5 separate regions of the Mus musculus genome follow, and regions 1, 2, 3 and 4 are each linked to region 5. The links are chromatin contacts, called in public HiChIP or PLAC-seq and promoter capture Hi-C maps. All regions are on one chromosome and are shown on one strand. The core of a region is the stretch at or near the end of the contact, and the rest is flanking DNA. Distances in the headings are between cores, read along the strand shown.

Region 1 (2,700 bases), core at 70-2,569, 360 kb after region 5:
GACCCCTCAGTGATAAAGCAATTTGAGCACCATGGTCAGCCAGCCCTCTGTCTGTCTTACTTTCTGTCCTGTATACATACAGCTAATTCCTGTCTACTCCAGGATTTTATGTGGAAGCATTAGGCCATGTGGCCTTGTTGGAGGAAGTGTGTCACTGGGGGTGGGCTTTGATGGTTAAGGAGCTCAAGCCAGGCCCAGTGGCTTACTCTCTCTTCTGCTGCCTGTTGATCCAGATGTAGGACTCTTGGCTCCTTCTCCAGCACCATGTCTGCCTGTATGTCACCATGCTTCCTCCATGATGATAATGGACTAAACTTAGGCCTGTAAGCTGGCCGCAGTTAAATGCTTTCCTTTGTAAGAGTTACTATGGCCATGGTGTCTCTTCAAAGCAATGGAAACCTTGACGAAACTGTCTTGACCTAATATCCAACAATTATAAGAGAGACAAGTATTTACAGACTGTAAACTCCTTGGATTGAGAGCATTATTGCATCCATTGGTAAATCCTTACTTAGTGTGTTGTACCCATCACAGCATACATTTGGCAAATGTTCATTGAACGAATAATGCTTTGGTTTTGTATTCTAAAAAGCCACAGATTCTGTCAGCAAATATTAACTAAGTACATTCAGTGCACATTCGGTGCGTGCACACAGACCTTTGGTCCTGGCTGGCTGCTGGGAATTCTCCAGACTGATAATCAGATGTTTTCCTAAGAGCATCTTAAGTAGGGCAAAGTAGTTCCTCGTGCTGAAGGAAGGGCACCGAGAGTGGCCACCTCTGTCATACACCAATGTGAAGCACCGTGGCTGTCAGTCTCTTTGCACAACCTCACGGCCTACTCATGGCCTTATTATTCCGTCTTTTCATGGCTGTGACTTTGTGAAGGGAAGTGCACCAGTGCTGGGCACAAACCCAGGGCCTGGCACCGGCTCCCTGTCACTGTTTTTTTAGGCCCCTCAGTACCCTCAACACCAAGCTTACAAACATTTATGTGGCACCAAGAAATCAGATGACAGAGCTCAGGGAAGCTGCCATGGTGGGTAAGTGGTAGAGTTCTTGCCTGGTGTGCATGGGGCCCTGGTTTTAATCCAGGCACTGACTGGGGTTCTTCCAGCTCACTGCGAGCAGATGCACCACAGGGCTCATGGGCTGGCACAACCCTAGTCCCCAAGCTAAGAGCGACCGTGAGAAAGACCATCTTGACAGGACTCCTACAACCTGCCAACAGAGTTTTCAGAAATCAGCCCTTGCTTTATACCCATTTGATTGCCCACTTCGAATACAAGCATTGAAATACTCATTGCCTTGTGCAATATTTGATATTTTAACCAAGAACAAACAAGGCTTTGGAGCAGGGCGGTGGGGGTGGGGGGACTGCCTTCTCTTTCTGAATGTTTCCTCAGGAGCTAGCTGAGCCCTCTTCAGTTGGACATTCTCAGAGGATTCTTGTAGGGGGTGGGGAGCTAAAGTGACCCAGTGAGTCTTGCTGCTTGCCTTAGAGTCTCTGGCTCTTGTCCTCTCCCTGAGGCCAGCCTCAGATCTCAGCCACTGCCACTTCTGAGGACTCTCTGTTAAGGAGCTTTAACTTCCTTCCCTTGCATACATTGACTTTCGTAACCAGGAAGTGTTCCAGATTTTGTAATTCTAGGATCTCTTTTAGATGCCTTTGCTCAAACAGAACATGCACAAGTGCAAATATGCCTTCACTGAGACTTCAGATAAGGCTTAACGAGGACAAAGCAGTAAGCAGGGTGTTGGGGGGAAATGGGAGCAAATTAAAGCAGTGAAGAGGAGGTGGGACTGACTCTAGGGTCACATTCCAGAAGCGATACAGAAAACCGCTAGGAGGATGTTCACTGAGTCTAGAATATGGAAGATACATATTTTCTACTTTATCTATAAATGTATAATGTATCTATAATATATGTCCTATATATAAAAGATAGAGGCTTAGACAGGCTGAGGTTCAAGCATTGACACTGCTTGCTTTGCAGTTTGCTCTTGGTCAGTACTTTCCTTTGTTCTCCATCTGTCAAGGATGATAATACTCGGAGCCAGAGCCAGATTAGTAGCCATGAGCATACAATGCCAGGCACCACTGTCTCTATGCACCCTGTAGCTCTGCACCTCTCCGGTGTCAGAGCTGTTCTCTTTTAGTGGGATTCTTTACTGAGTGTCGCTGGGGGCCTTGAACCAGGCTCTTGTGAATGTTAGGCATGTGCCCTACTGCTGATCTACACTCCCTGGTCCCTAAGAAACAAAGTCGGAACTCATGTGGCTCTCTTGGTTTCTAACTTGGAAAGAGGTGTTTAATGGTTATTTTTCAAATTATGCTGAAGCACCCTTCATCTACCAAAGGTGCCAGCACATCATGCCCGTGAGCCCCAGGTCCCTCCAGATGTCCCTGGAGATCTCAGCGTTCCTGCTCCCTAGGGCTGTTGCTTCTGTCCAGGGGACCACTGGCTCCACCCCAGGGTCATCTGTGTAGAACTGCTGACGCCAGGCGACTTCACCCGTAGCCTTGCAGTGACACCTTCAGCCAACCTTTCCTGGAACTAAGGTCAGTTTCTGGTGCTGCCTCTGCAGTCTGCCTAGTGGGCGGTGAACTGGATGTCTTTTGCCGCTCTGGGCTTGAAAGGAATGGGAATAAGCAAGAGAGTGTTTATAATCTGGGACGATAACCAAAAAAGGGAACTG
Region 2 (2,700 bases), core at 197-2,696, 400 kb before region 5:
GTGAGATCCACCCCACACAGTTAAAAATAAGCTGGATGCTGACCCTAGCAGGGAAACTTAGGAGCAGCCAGAGCAAGGCTGGGCCTAGTCACGACAGTCTGAGACATCAGGGCTTTGGGGGCGACCAGCGCCGAGTTTCCTTGACCCCGCGAGTGATGTAGTGCACTCTAGAACGGGGTGGACACTCCAGATAGCACCACTGATTCCCGGAAGGAATCCTCCTCTGTATTTGGGAGCATGTAACTAAGAAAGCCCATCAATGCAAAGGGGAGAGTTTGACTTTAAAGTGGGCTCCAAAGGGTTTGTGGAGGTAACTTCTCCTGAGAGGCGGGGCGAGGCGGAGGGCGCTGTTAGTAGGACAAAGCCACTAGCAGGATTCTGGTGGGGGAGACTTTTAAAAGCTATATGGACTGAGGAACACTCATCTTTATCACATCTTCTTGTCGGTGTATGTTTTAATTTTTTTCTCACTACATTTATTTATTTACTTATTTATAGGTTGGGTGGGGGCACATGTGGAAGTCAGAGGACTACTTGTGGAAGTCAGTGGCCCAGGTTTTTGTTTGTTTGTTTTGAGGCGGGATTTCATGTAGCCCAGTGACTTCAGACTTCATATTAGCTGAAAGAGGCCTGCCTCCATTTCCCAGATGCAGAGATTACAAGTGTGCACGATCATGCCCAATTTTATGATGTGTGCTTCCTGCTTGGCAGGAAAGCATTCTACCAACTGAGATGTATCCCTTTGGTTTTGAGTTTTTGAGACAAGTTCACTCTGTTACACCAAGCCCATCTGGAATTCAGGGCACTCTTCCAGCCTTAGCTGAACCTGGAAAAGATAGCACTGCAGGTGTAAACCATCACACCTGCCTTCTGTCCCCCTCCTTTTCTACTTTGAGACAAGGTCTCACCACGTAACTATAACCTGTAACTCAATATGTAGACCAGGCTGGTCTTGAACTAATAAGAGATCCACCTGCCTCTGCCTCCTGAGTGCTGGAATTAAAGGTGTTTTCCACTCTAATTGACCTATTTTATTTTCTTACAACTGCAGTCTCATCTGTTCCTTGGAATGCAACCCCCACACCCCAAATCCACCTGGGGCAGGGCCTCATTCCTCAGTTTAGCTCCATGTCCTTAGAGCCTGCTGTTTAATAAACATGTAGATAAATATTTGTTGTATGAATGAAAAGCCAAGCAAAGAGGCCTACACACAGCAAGCACGTAAAACAGAAGCTCTTGGCCCCAAAAGGGCATCAGTCTGTCTCCGCGTAGATGGAGAAGCTCTGGCTTAGAGTAACTTAACTCTTACAGAAGCTTGGCAAAGTTAGAATCTGGAGTCATCACTTTTCCCTTGGTTTGTTTCTGGCTCCTCCCTCTTCCTTACCCCACCCAGACTGGGAGGTGAAGGGTTAATTCCTGGAAGCCCCTTTATCCCCTTACCTGAAAGGGATGGGTCAGGCAGGGAACTTCCTGTTCCATTTCCCGGGATTCCTTTCCCAAACTAGGCTACGCTGCCTCTTACCCTGAATTCTCCCAAGGATCCCCAAACATCTCGGCCTCAGGCGTCGGTACCTGGAGTGGTGAGTTGGAGGGCTGGGGTGTAGGCTTACAGCACTGTGGAGAGTGAAGGGTGTTTCGGGGGACCTACTGGTAGGCTGAGAGCTAGAAAAGTCTTGGTTATAATGAGCGGGTAACTCGTGCTGGAGACTCCAAGGCCACACAGCATGATGCATTTGTGGCCTTGGAGACATGAGGGAGGGTCCCAGAAGTGACGATGCCATGCGTTCCTAGCACCAGAAGGGGATCTCTGCCTTAAAAAAAAAAAAAAAAAAAAAAAAAAAAACAAGTTAACAGAGTTGAGCAAGTTAGACTGCTAGCAGAGAAAGGGGGTTATTTCTTGCAGAGGACCACTCTAGCTCCCTAGTGTGTAGGTGGATTTTATAGCAGTACCTACATACAAATTTAGACCGGCCAGATTTCACTAAAGAGCTTTCTCGCCCCACACCCAGCCAACCCCCTACAGAGGTGCATATTAATAGGCCTTTTGTCCTGGAGACCTGGGGGAGGGACAGGCTTTCTAAGGCCTACTTGCCTGAATTCCATCTCTTGGAAACCTCTGGCAAGTCCTCACCTAGAAATTCCAGCTGCTGTGTGGTTAGGCGGGCCTTTGACCAGAATCTAGAATTCTCTCTTTCTTATCTATGCTGTCATACTCCAAGCTAATACTGGCAAAATTTCATGGGGTAGGACGCAAATAGTGGGTTCGGAACCCCATTTCCACTTTAGCAAGCAGTATTGCAGCACCGGGTGAAGCTGTGAGTAAATCACCTTGGACTCTCTGAACCTGTAGGATTAATAGGTTGATCTAGCAAGTGAGTCCGGGCGGGATGAAGTGAGCAGCAGGCAACTGACTGGGCTGCTAAACGCTTGGAACTCACGAGCATCTGCTGCAGAGTGGCCAGAGTGACTTCACTCTCTAATTGTTTTTATTTTTTTAAGGTTTATTTATTTTATATACAGAGGGTTTGTATGAATGTGCATCTGCGCACTATAAGAGGGAACTGGGTCCCACCAACAGTTGGGAGTTGCCATGTGAGTTCTGGGACTTGAAGTCTCATGAGCTCCGGAAAAGCAGCCACGCTCTGAGCCTGGAGCGCCTCCATATCATATTTCATATGCTTCTTCAGACAGCGAAATGCA
Region 3 (2,700 bases), core at 104-2,603, 450 kb before region 5:
GTTCCGGCCCAGTTGCGTTATCCTCGTGTCCTTTTGACTCTCCTTTATCTCATGTGTGTGTCTGATATAACATATTTGCAAGCTTTATTAAGCCACTGTAACATTAAAGAGAAAATTATTCTGCACAAGGCTCTGTCACGTGAGCTGGTACCCCGCCCTCCCATTCTGTGGTTCTCCTGGGAGTTGTAGGGATGACAACGGTTCCACTTAGACCGAATCCCTTAAATAGAGATATCCCACACACACACACCAGGTTAAATGTCAACTCAATCTGGGACATATTCTTGCTATTTAAAAATTTATATTTACACTGGACCTGTAAGGAGACGCCTCTGTTGTTGTTGAGACAGGATCTCATGTAGCCCAGTGGCTTTTAATTCCCCTGCCTCCGCCTCCTAAATACCGGCATTACAGGTGTGCCTGGACATTGTAAGAAATCTAATTTTCTTACTGTTTCATGGATTTTAAAGCTGTGGACATATAAACCGAATTTACTGCTTTAGTTATTTTCAAGTGTTCAGTTCAGTGACAATTGCATTCACCCAGATAGCCTACTGAGTTTTTTATTTTAATCAAATGTCTTTAACGTTCCCTTGGGACACCTCCCACCCACCACGTAAGCAATCCAATCTAGCATCTATTCGGTTCCTTTCCTTGGCACTAATTCGAGCTGCTCGTAGTCTGTCTTGAGATAATAACTTCACCTACTTAATACAAACATGCTGGTCTTCCTTCCGGGGTACCAGACAAGAGTTTGAAAAGCAAATTTGAGAATGGGAAATTTTAAGGTAGGTTTTTAAAAAGCAAATGCACGCAGCGACCACGAAGGGACTCGAACCCCCAATCTTCTGATCCGGAATCAGACGCCTTATCCATTAGGCCACGCGGCCCTACACTGACTCAGGCCTTAGCTCTCTCCATAAGACTTATTCAAGCGCCTACTGCGCATGCTTAAACCAAAGAAAAATCCTACCTATTGAGCCAATCTATTTAGTGACAGTCTCAAAGGAGCCTCCACAAGTTTGAACCGATATAATCAGACTCCTGAGCAGTCAGTCAGCAGAAGCCCTTCCGGATCCTAGAGGCTCGTCTTTCAGATCTCCTCCATTGGCTGGCCCTCAACTCAAGACCAGGGACAACCCACATGAACTTGCCCTATCACGTCACTGAAGTATCCACAATTGTCTTTTCCAGTCTCCAGACCCGTGCTGGCTCGCCTCTCTGGCAACTCCATGGCCCCAGCGCCATGTGGAGATTGAGACCGCCCGCATCAGGGACTCAGCGAGGCGAGAGTTATAGTTCCGGAGATGATCCTTCCCAGAACTTCTTTCTCCCTAAGCCTCTCCCAGCATATCCAGGTCAGCCTTGTGAGGTTCCGTAGTCCCAGACAGGAAGCACAGACCCGATTCAACCTCTGGTTCCCGAGAGCACAGTCGATCCCCTATCTACTACCAGGTAACTTTCCCCATTATCTCACGTATTTCAGAAAGAGCATACATTTTCCGGAGCACGCCGATCATGAACACATACATATTTATTGGCGCTATGTGAGCTCCCACGCCCAAACTGCTGCATCGATGACAGGGTGTGAAGAGGGGATGTAGGGGAAGTGGTGAGGTTGCTCGTCCTATAAACAGAGCCGGCGCCTGAGCAAGCTGCGGATCTCCAGGCAGGCTTTGCACAGCTCATCACTGTCTGGCCCCAGGACGTCCAGCTCACACACCCGCCTGTTGACCCTGTTGACACTCAGCTAGGCCCTGAGGGGCTCAGTCCATCACACCCACTGCAGTCATTGTCTGCTGGAGGGGTTTTTGCGGAGAGGTCGATACTTTCTGAAATAGTCTATGAATCCTAGGCTGGTCTCAGTCTCTGGTCCTGCCACTACCTCCCAGCTACAGGCATGCTCCTCAATGACCGACTCTTGTGTCTGTTGTTCTGTAAGCCTAAAATTTCAAGTGCTACCTAATCATCTTTGAGCCTAATACTAACCCAGCAGTTTTACATGAGCTCCTTGCTCTCAACCAAAAAGTCCCCCACCCAAAGGGAAAGGCTCCCCACCCCATATATATAATCATATAATCAGCCAGACCAGCATTGCCCACCCTGACCTCAACACAAGAAGAGGACCTCCCTATTAGCCTGCAAAACTGTACAAATGAACTGACCCTATTCTGTAACAACCCAGTGGCACCTCCCTTCCTGCACCCCCTGCTGGCTCCTTCTACTTCCCAGTATACCCCCCACCTCAGTCCCCTCCTCCCAATGGCTTCTGGTGTCCTCCTCTCCTGAACTTTATTTAGTGTATGTAATAGCTGCTGCTGAGTTTGTCTGACCAATGTGCCCTGTATTTGAGCATCTCTTGATGTGAGGGCAAGAGGGAGGGAGGGAGGGAGGGAGGGAGGGAGGGAGGGAGGGAGGGAGGGAGGGAGGGAGAGAGAGAGAGAGAGAGAGAGAGAGAGCCTTCTCCTTGCTTCTCCTTTCCCTGGGTTAAGTGGAAGGTAATGAGAACACTCCCACAGATCCAGCCCCTCTTTCTCCCCTCCTAACCCCGTTCCTCACACCTCAGTCAGCAGCTCAAGGAGATCTCTTCCAGGGTTGGCTCTGATGACCTCCACCAGTGTCTGGACAAAGTCCGAGCCCTTTTCATCCCGATAAGCCACACAGCCTAGGTGAGGGGATGGGGTCAGAGTCAACCTTGGG
Region 4 (2,700 bases), core at 146-2,645, 330 kb after region 5:
CTCTGCACCAAGACGTGGAGATCCTTGAACATGTTAAGTGCTGCTTTGGGGGCATGGTGCCGCATAATCGCTTTGTCTACGGCATGCTGTATGGCCAGGAAGCCTTCTTTGTTGTAGCCTACAAGAAAACAGAGTGTCAGGTGTAAGAAAGTAAAGATTGAAGACTGAAAAGACTGAAAATTCAGGTGGCTCCTGGCTAGTCGTTAAGACAGAAGCCAGAAGATGTCCCCAGAGACCTCATCAAACAGCATGGAGGACAGAGAGGGGCCACTCTGGAGGGCTGGGGAATGAAGCAATGATCAGAAAACAAATTCTGGCAGAAAAGACAAGGCATGTTCTATACAAGGATCTTCCAAGGTAGAGAACACCTTGTCCCTTCGCACTCTGGCTCTGTGGACAGAGCATCCACTCTACAGTATTTATTATCCAGTACATACAGGATGGTTAAACTCAATGCATTTGAAAGACACAGACTTCCTGATTGTGCTGACTGCTGCATAAAGAAAGGATTACATTCTTGTATTTTGCTGGCAAGCTACAAGCACTGTCCTTATCATAAGCAGCCCTCTTTTCAACAGTGTAGTGGTGTTCCAGCTTTCGATAAAAAAGATTGCACAGCAAGGATCCCTGGAATGATATCTGCTCTAGTTCCAAGCAAGGGCAAGCAGCCTTCAGGTAGGGGGATGTTATCCCTGTAGTAGAGATGACCACTATGTCCCATTGTCTAGATATGGGCAAACCTCCAGATCTGTCAAACTGAGAAAGGGAAGGACAAACTGATGGTTATTAATAACTTGGACAGCATCTTGGCTAATGCTACATACTCTTGTTTGTTTTGCAGGAGTGTTTCAGTAAACAATTACAGGATATTTTGTGGAATCAGGGTAGGAACTTGAGTACCGAGACTTGGGTTCCAGTTTGGCCTGCAGGCCAAAGGCTTCAAGACAATTGTGCAGTCATCCTATAGGGAGGTGTTGACAATACCTCAATTTTGGAAGAATAGTTAGTTGTTTAACTGGTGTCCATGTTTAACCTCTCACAAATAGGGCATCCAAGAAACCTAAAATGAACTGGAGAGCTTGCATCCTTCCTGTGAGAATTGGCTCCTGGGCCCTCACTCAGGAATCGTTTGCTCTGTGTGAAGGAAAGAGCCTTTCAGTGGTGTGCTGTGACTTCTCCACAAGTCTAGAGGTGTCAGAGAGGGAGCTGGGGGCTGTCATGGAGTGGCCAGGTCCAGGAAACTGGGAGCCAGGTGGGGACATCTACACTGTTAAATACAGTTATGTTCCTTTCCACAGCAGACAAGATGGCAGAAAGCAGTCACTAAGGAAGACTCCTTTACTCACGCTGGAAAGTTTCAGAAAGCCAGCAGAGCTTCCTGCAGAGAATGCTGAGTCACAAGCCAGCTTCAGAGTCCTGTAGGACATAGGAGCTTCTAGGAATGCCTTACCTCCTGAGTTTAAGGCTACCTGCTTATCCTTAGCAAAATAGGGAGGGGACGTGCCCTTTCTCAGGAAATGAGAAAGATGTTCCCAGAGACCTCATCAAACACCATAGAGGATAGAGAGGGGCCTCTGGAGGGCCGGGGAATGGAGCAATGATCAGAAAACAAATTCTGTTGGGGGATTTTGGGGTGTTTGTTTGTTTGTTTGTTTGTTTTCATTTTTCTAGGCAGGGTTTCTCTGGGTAGCCCTGACTGTCCTGGAACTTACTTTGTAGACCAGGCTGGCCTTGAACTCAGAAATCTGCCTGCCTCTGCCTCCCAAGTGCTGGGATTAAAGGCATGCGCCACCACTACCCAGCAGAAAACAAATTTTGGCAGAAAACAAATTTTGGCAGAAAACAAATTTTGGCAGAAAAGACAAGGCATGTTCTATACAAGGATCTTCCAAGGTAGAGAGCACCTTGTCCCTTCACACTCTGGCTCTGTGGTATTTATTATCGAGTACATACAGGATGTTTCCTGAGAAAGGGCACTTCCCCTCCGTATTTGGCTAAGGATAAGCAGGTAGCCTTAAACTCAGGTGAGGCATCTCTAGAAGTCCTATGTGTATTCCCTCCTCCAGAAAGGGAAACGAAGGAGTGGGGATTGGCACAGCCAGCTAGGACCATGAGATCTCAAGGAAGAAGCTGCCGCTATTCCCTCCACCCACCCACCCCAGTTGCGGGTGGGCAAGGTGGATGGAATTAGAACTTAAGAGAGACCTAAAGATTCAGAAAGAGCAAGTAAGATCAAATGAAGCCTTAACTAACACAGGGGTCAAGCAGGGTCATGCAGGGGCCATGTGTTCAGAACTCCCATTCCCCACTGCTGCCACTGTCCCCATGTGTGTGGAAGATAGAGGCCAACTTTTAGTGTTGTCCCTGAAGAGCACTAAACCTTGTTTTTGAGACAGGGTCTCTTGCTGGGACTGGGGGTAGATGATTAGGCTAGGCTGACCAGGGAGCCCCAGGAATCAGCTGGCCTCTGCCTCCCATTGCTGAGATTATAAACGTGGCATCACACCCAGCTTTTCACAGGAGCCCTGGGGACTCAGCTCAGGTTTTCAGCTTGTGGAGCGGCACTACACCAGCTGGACCATCTCCCTAGCCCCAGGTTCAGGAATTCTGGAGGCAGAGCCTGGAGATATCCCCCAAAGCAGGAGTGGAATATTTAAAGTGACTCAGGCAGGCAGAGAGGGAGGTCTGCAGCAGTGCGTA
Region 5 (2,700 bases), core at 67-2,566:
CCTCACCTCCCACAATCCGGTTCAGCTGCTGAGGCTTCCCACAGTCTGGGGACACTGGCACAAGGGATGGCATCTTCTGTCATCTCAGTAGACACAATTGTCTTCTGACTTGCCTGTCAACCCCCCTGCAAGGCCTCAAACCTGTGCCCAGCACAGCATGTGTCCAGCACAGCCTGCTGCTGCAGGGAGAGTGCCTGCCTGCCCTGTCCCTGTCCCCTTTAGTTATCAGGGACTGGCCCTTGCCTTCTTCTCTCCTTTATCTGGCCTTCCCTCCCACTCCCCTTAACCTTTATTTTTTTGGTTCTGTTGGTCCCTCACCCTTCTGTCCTCCCTTCTCTAGATTCATCACCTTCCTAAGCCCCACCCACCCACACAACTCCTCTTGCCTGTATCCATCCCATCCTCTTCAATCTCATGCTCCCCTGTGACTGGGGTCCCCACACTGACCTACCCTATAGAGTCAGATACAAAGACTGTCCACACCACTGCCCCACCCCCACCCAGCCAGGCAACCTGATCACACTCACCTCGGATGGTGGCAGCACTGATGGGAGCTGAGAGCAAGAGAATAAAGAAAGTGGTGAGGAGCCCTGTGCCCCATGCCTGGGGACTCCCCCACCTTCCCAAACAGACTCAGCCTGGGCCCTCCAGCACTGTTCGCTGCTCCACCACCTGTCACACACACACACACACACACACACACACAGACACACACACACACACACACACACACACTGTCACCCAGGTTTTCTCCCCCAGCTCCCATGAAAGCCCAGGCAGCTGCCTTCCTATTCCAGAACAGAAGGAGACCCAAGATGGAAATAGAGGAGGAAGAGGAAACAGGAGATGGAGGGCACAGGGAAGCGGTGAGAGGCGCTCCTGAGCAGGCACTGAGACCAGAGCACTCACATGCATTCAATCCTCATAGCTGCTAGGGAAACTGAGGCAGACCACATGCCAGAGGAAGGAGAACGGAGACAGGCATGGGGAGCCGATGATGAAAGGCAACAGAGGAAAGAAGAGAGACGGAACTCAAGGGAAGGAGCTGAGCTGAGCTGGCGAAGAGGAGGTGACTGTGGGAAGGAGGAGGAGGGAAGAGAGGATGTGGGGAGGAGGAGCAGCAGGCCCTTGGGGCTCACCTGTGGAAGTCAGCAGCACCAGAAGGATTAAGATGCTGAACTGGTCCCCACCCAGTGCTGGGGGAGGTCTGGAGATCATCATTGCTGGTATGGGTGGAGACCCAGCAAGGCTGCTGGCCGGCTCAAAGGACCTAAGGGCTGTGTTGCTTGAGACTGGCAGGACGGGTGGCTGTAGTGTGTAGGGTTCCCTACAGGTTGCCCCAGGTTTTATCCTGTGAGGAAGAATGCTGTTGGACCAGTCCCCCAGGTGCCTGAGACTGGGCCACCCAGACTGTGGGTCAAGGAGGAGGTGGGGTTGCCAGAAGGAAGCAACCAGTTACTGGGTTCTAGGGATGCTACCAGGAGACTGGATGGGGGTCTCCAGATCAGTTGTATGCCCGGGGTCACCCTGCATGGGGGGTTGGGGGGTGAGGGGGGAAAGTAGAGACTTGCTGACTGCCTAGGGCATGGTTTTAACACTGACTCCCAGGTAAACAGAGAAAGAGCCCTGTAGTTTGCAGACTGTTTGGGGTAGGAAGTGACTCAGTCTGAAATGGCTGGGGTTGCCAGGGGGACCTTGTTCCTTAACGGCCCATGTCCAGGGCCCTGGTTGCTTCCATGACTCAAGACAGACACTTGGGGCCCTGGAATCCCGTTAGCCCACTTCCCCGAAAGCTGTGACTCAGGCCCCAAAGGGACGGGCATAATGGCCTCTTGGCCATTTGGCCAAGCTGTCCCTGGCACTTCCTCTCAGTTGTCACTGTAGGTGACCCTCCGGTGACTCATTTCTCACCTGAACTCCAGGGAGCAGGCCAAGCCCAAAGCAAGAGCCACAGCCTATGCGCCCCACACACACTTGGGAAGAACTAACCCTGTGGTCACGTTCACACCATGGGACCTACACACACACACACACAAAGGACCAGGGAGCTGGGCTTTGGGAAGCTTAGGTGCTGTAGGCTGGTGTGGATTGTCCTGACTAAGTGTCCTATACTCATGACACCCTCACGTCAAGCAGGAACCAGCGACATCATCCCAAACAAATGTATTCCTCTCCCCAGGGTTAGATCCTGGGATCAGACCTGGCTGTGGAGGAAATGGGTTCAGTGAAAATAGTACTGCAGTCTGAGGCTCTGCACCCCACTTTGTGCCGTCCCCAAGCTCCCTCATCACCCAAGAAACCTGGGCTGGTTCGGGGATATCGTAGCCTGGCTGCTCACTGGATTGACGTGGGAACTTAGTGGCCCCCCCCAGCAGGATCGGAGGTGCCTGACTCTCCTTGGGATAGCCCACAAAACTTACTCTGAAGAAAAGACCATGAATAAGTGTGGGAACAGCTACAGTAACACTGAACCCAGGGAAAGAAAGAGAGGTTGATCTCTTCCCACCTCTGGGCCAGCTGCAGCTCTCTTGGGAGTTCCCTGACCTGGGCCTCCAAGTTGCCCAGAGCTGGCCCTGCAGGTCCCTGTGTTGCCCACCTCAACTGTTTGAGATTAAGGTGGTATTAGGCCCAGTTAGCACATGTATCCCTCTCTCTGGCAAGGTGACACTCACATAACCTTGCCTGGGTACTGTGAACTGC

The links. Promoter capture Hi-C pulls out the DNA fragments that hold promoters and counts their contacts. HiChIP or PLAC-seq counts read pairs in DNA pulled down with a chosen protein or histone mark.
Region 1: a contact with region 5 is called in a promoter capture Hi-C map of liver, with 2.5 times the contacts expected there. The contact joins the enhancer-like site here to the promoter of Prss22 in region 5. A contact is called at or near these places in 10 of 39 promoter capture datasets (3T3-L1-derived adipocytes, the C10 cell line, the HPC-7 cell line and 7 more), 1 of 15 datasets of contacts at CTCF or cohesin (the NIH/3T3 cell line), 1 of 484 Hi-C or Micro-C datasets (embryonic stem cells) and 4 of 115 datasets of contacts at active chromatin or transcription factors (bone marrow-derived macrophages, embryonic stem cells, pancreatic cancer cells and 1 more).
Region 2: a contact with region 5 is called in an HNF4G HiChIP or PLAC-seq map of pancreatic cancer cells. The contact joins the promoter of Zscan10 here to the promoter of Prss22 in region 5. A contact is called at or near these places in 5 of 39 promoter capture datasets (the HPC-7 cell line, embryonic stem cells, hippocampal neurons and 1 more) and 1 of 115 datasets of contacts at active chromatin or transcription factors (pancreatic cancer cells).
Region 3: a FOXA1 HiChIP or PLAC-seq map of pancreatic cancer cells shows a contact between it and region 5. The contact joins the promoter of 6330415G19Rik here to the promoter of Prss22 in region 5. A contact is called at or near these places in 2 of 115 datasets of contacts at active chromatin or transcription factors (microglia and pancreatic cancer cells).
Region 4: a promoter capture Hi-C map of the HPC-7 cell line shows a contact between it and region 5. The contact joins the enhancer-like site here to the promoter of Prss22 in region 5. A contact is called at or near these places in 3 of 39 promoter capture datasets (the HPC-7 cell line, cranial neural crest and frontonasal cranial neural crest) and 1 of 15 datasets of contacts at CTCF or cohesin (embryonic stem cells).

The regions. Positions count from the first base shown.
Region 1 is chr17:24,358,527-24,361,226 of GRCm38.p6, forward strand. Abca3 (ATP-binding cassette, sub-family A (ABC1), member 3) reads left to right here. Exons shown (of 33, transcript NM_013855.3): 3 at 2,362-2,563. Among named protein-coding and RNA genes, the nearest start is that of Gm25618, 2.7 kb to the right of the region's middle. Within about 2 kb of position 1,320, at least 13 of the 459 cell types and tissues checked have an H3K27ac peak or open chromatin away from gene starts, as enhancers often do. A contact at or near this core is called in liver, where this site is marked.
Region 2 is chr17:23,599,380-23,602,079 of GRCm38.p6, forward strand. Zscan10 (zinc finger and SCAN domain containing 10) reads left to right here and starts at 1,447. Exons shown (of 7, transcript NM_001289481.1): 1 at 1,447-1,580. It also overlaps a transcript of Zfp13 not described here.
Region 3 is chr17:23,549,446-23,552,145 of GRCm38.p6, forward strand. It overlaps 6330415G19Rik (RIKEN cDNA 6330415G19 gene), which reads left to right and starts at 1,354. Exons shown (of 2, transcript NR_126484.1): 1 at 1,354-1,455. n-TRccg2 (a tRNA gene) reads right to left here and starts at 890; the gene lies at 818-890. It also overlaps the pseudogene Casp16.
Region 4 is chr17:24,328,671-24,331,370 of GRCm38.p6, forward strand. It overlaps Abca17 (ATP-binding cassette, sub-family A (ABC1), member 17), which reads right to left. Exons shown (of 31, transcript NM_001031621.3): 6 at 1-118. Among named protein-coding and RNA genes, the nearest start is that of Abca17, 21 kb to the right of the region's middle. Within about 2 kb of position 1,396, at least 2 of the 459 cell types and tissues checked have an H3K27ac peak or open chromatin away from gene starts, as enhancers often do. A contact at or near this core is called in the HPC-7 cell line, where this site is marked.
Region 5 is chr17:23,996,784-23,999,483 of GRCm38.p6, forward strand. It overlaps Prss22 (protease, serine 22), which reads right to left and starts at 1,317. Exons shown (of 6, transcript NM_133731.2): 1 at 1,140-1,317; 2 at 528-554; 3 at 1-54. The coding sequence starts at 1,221.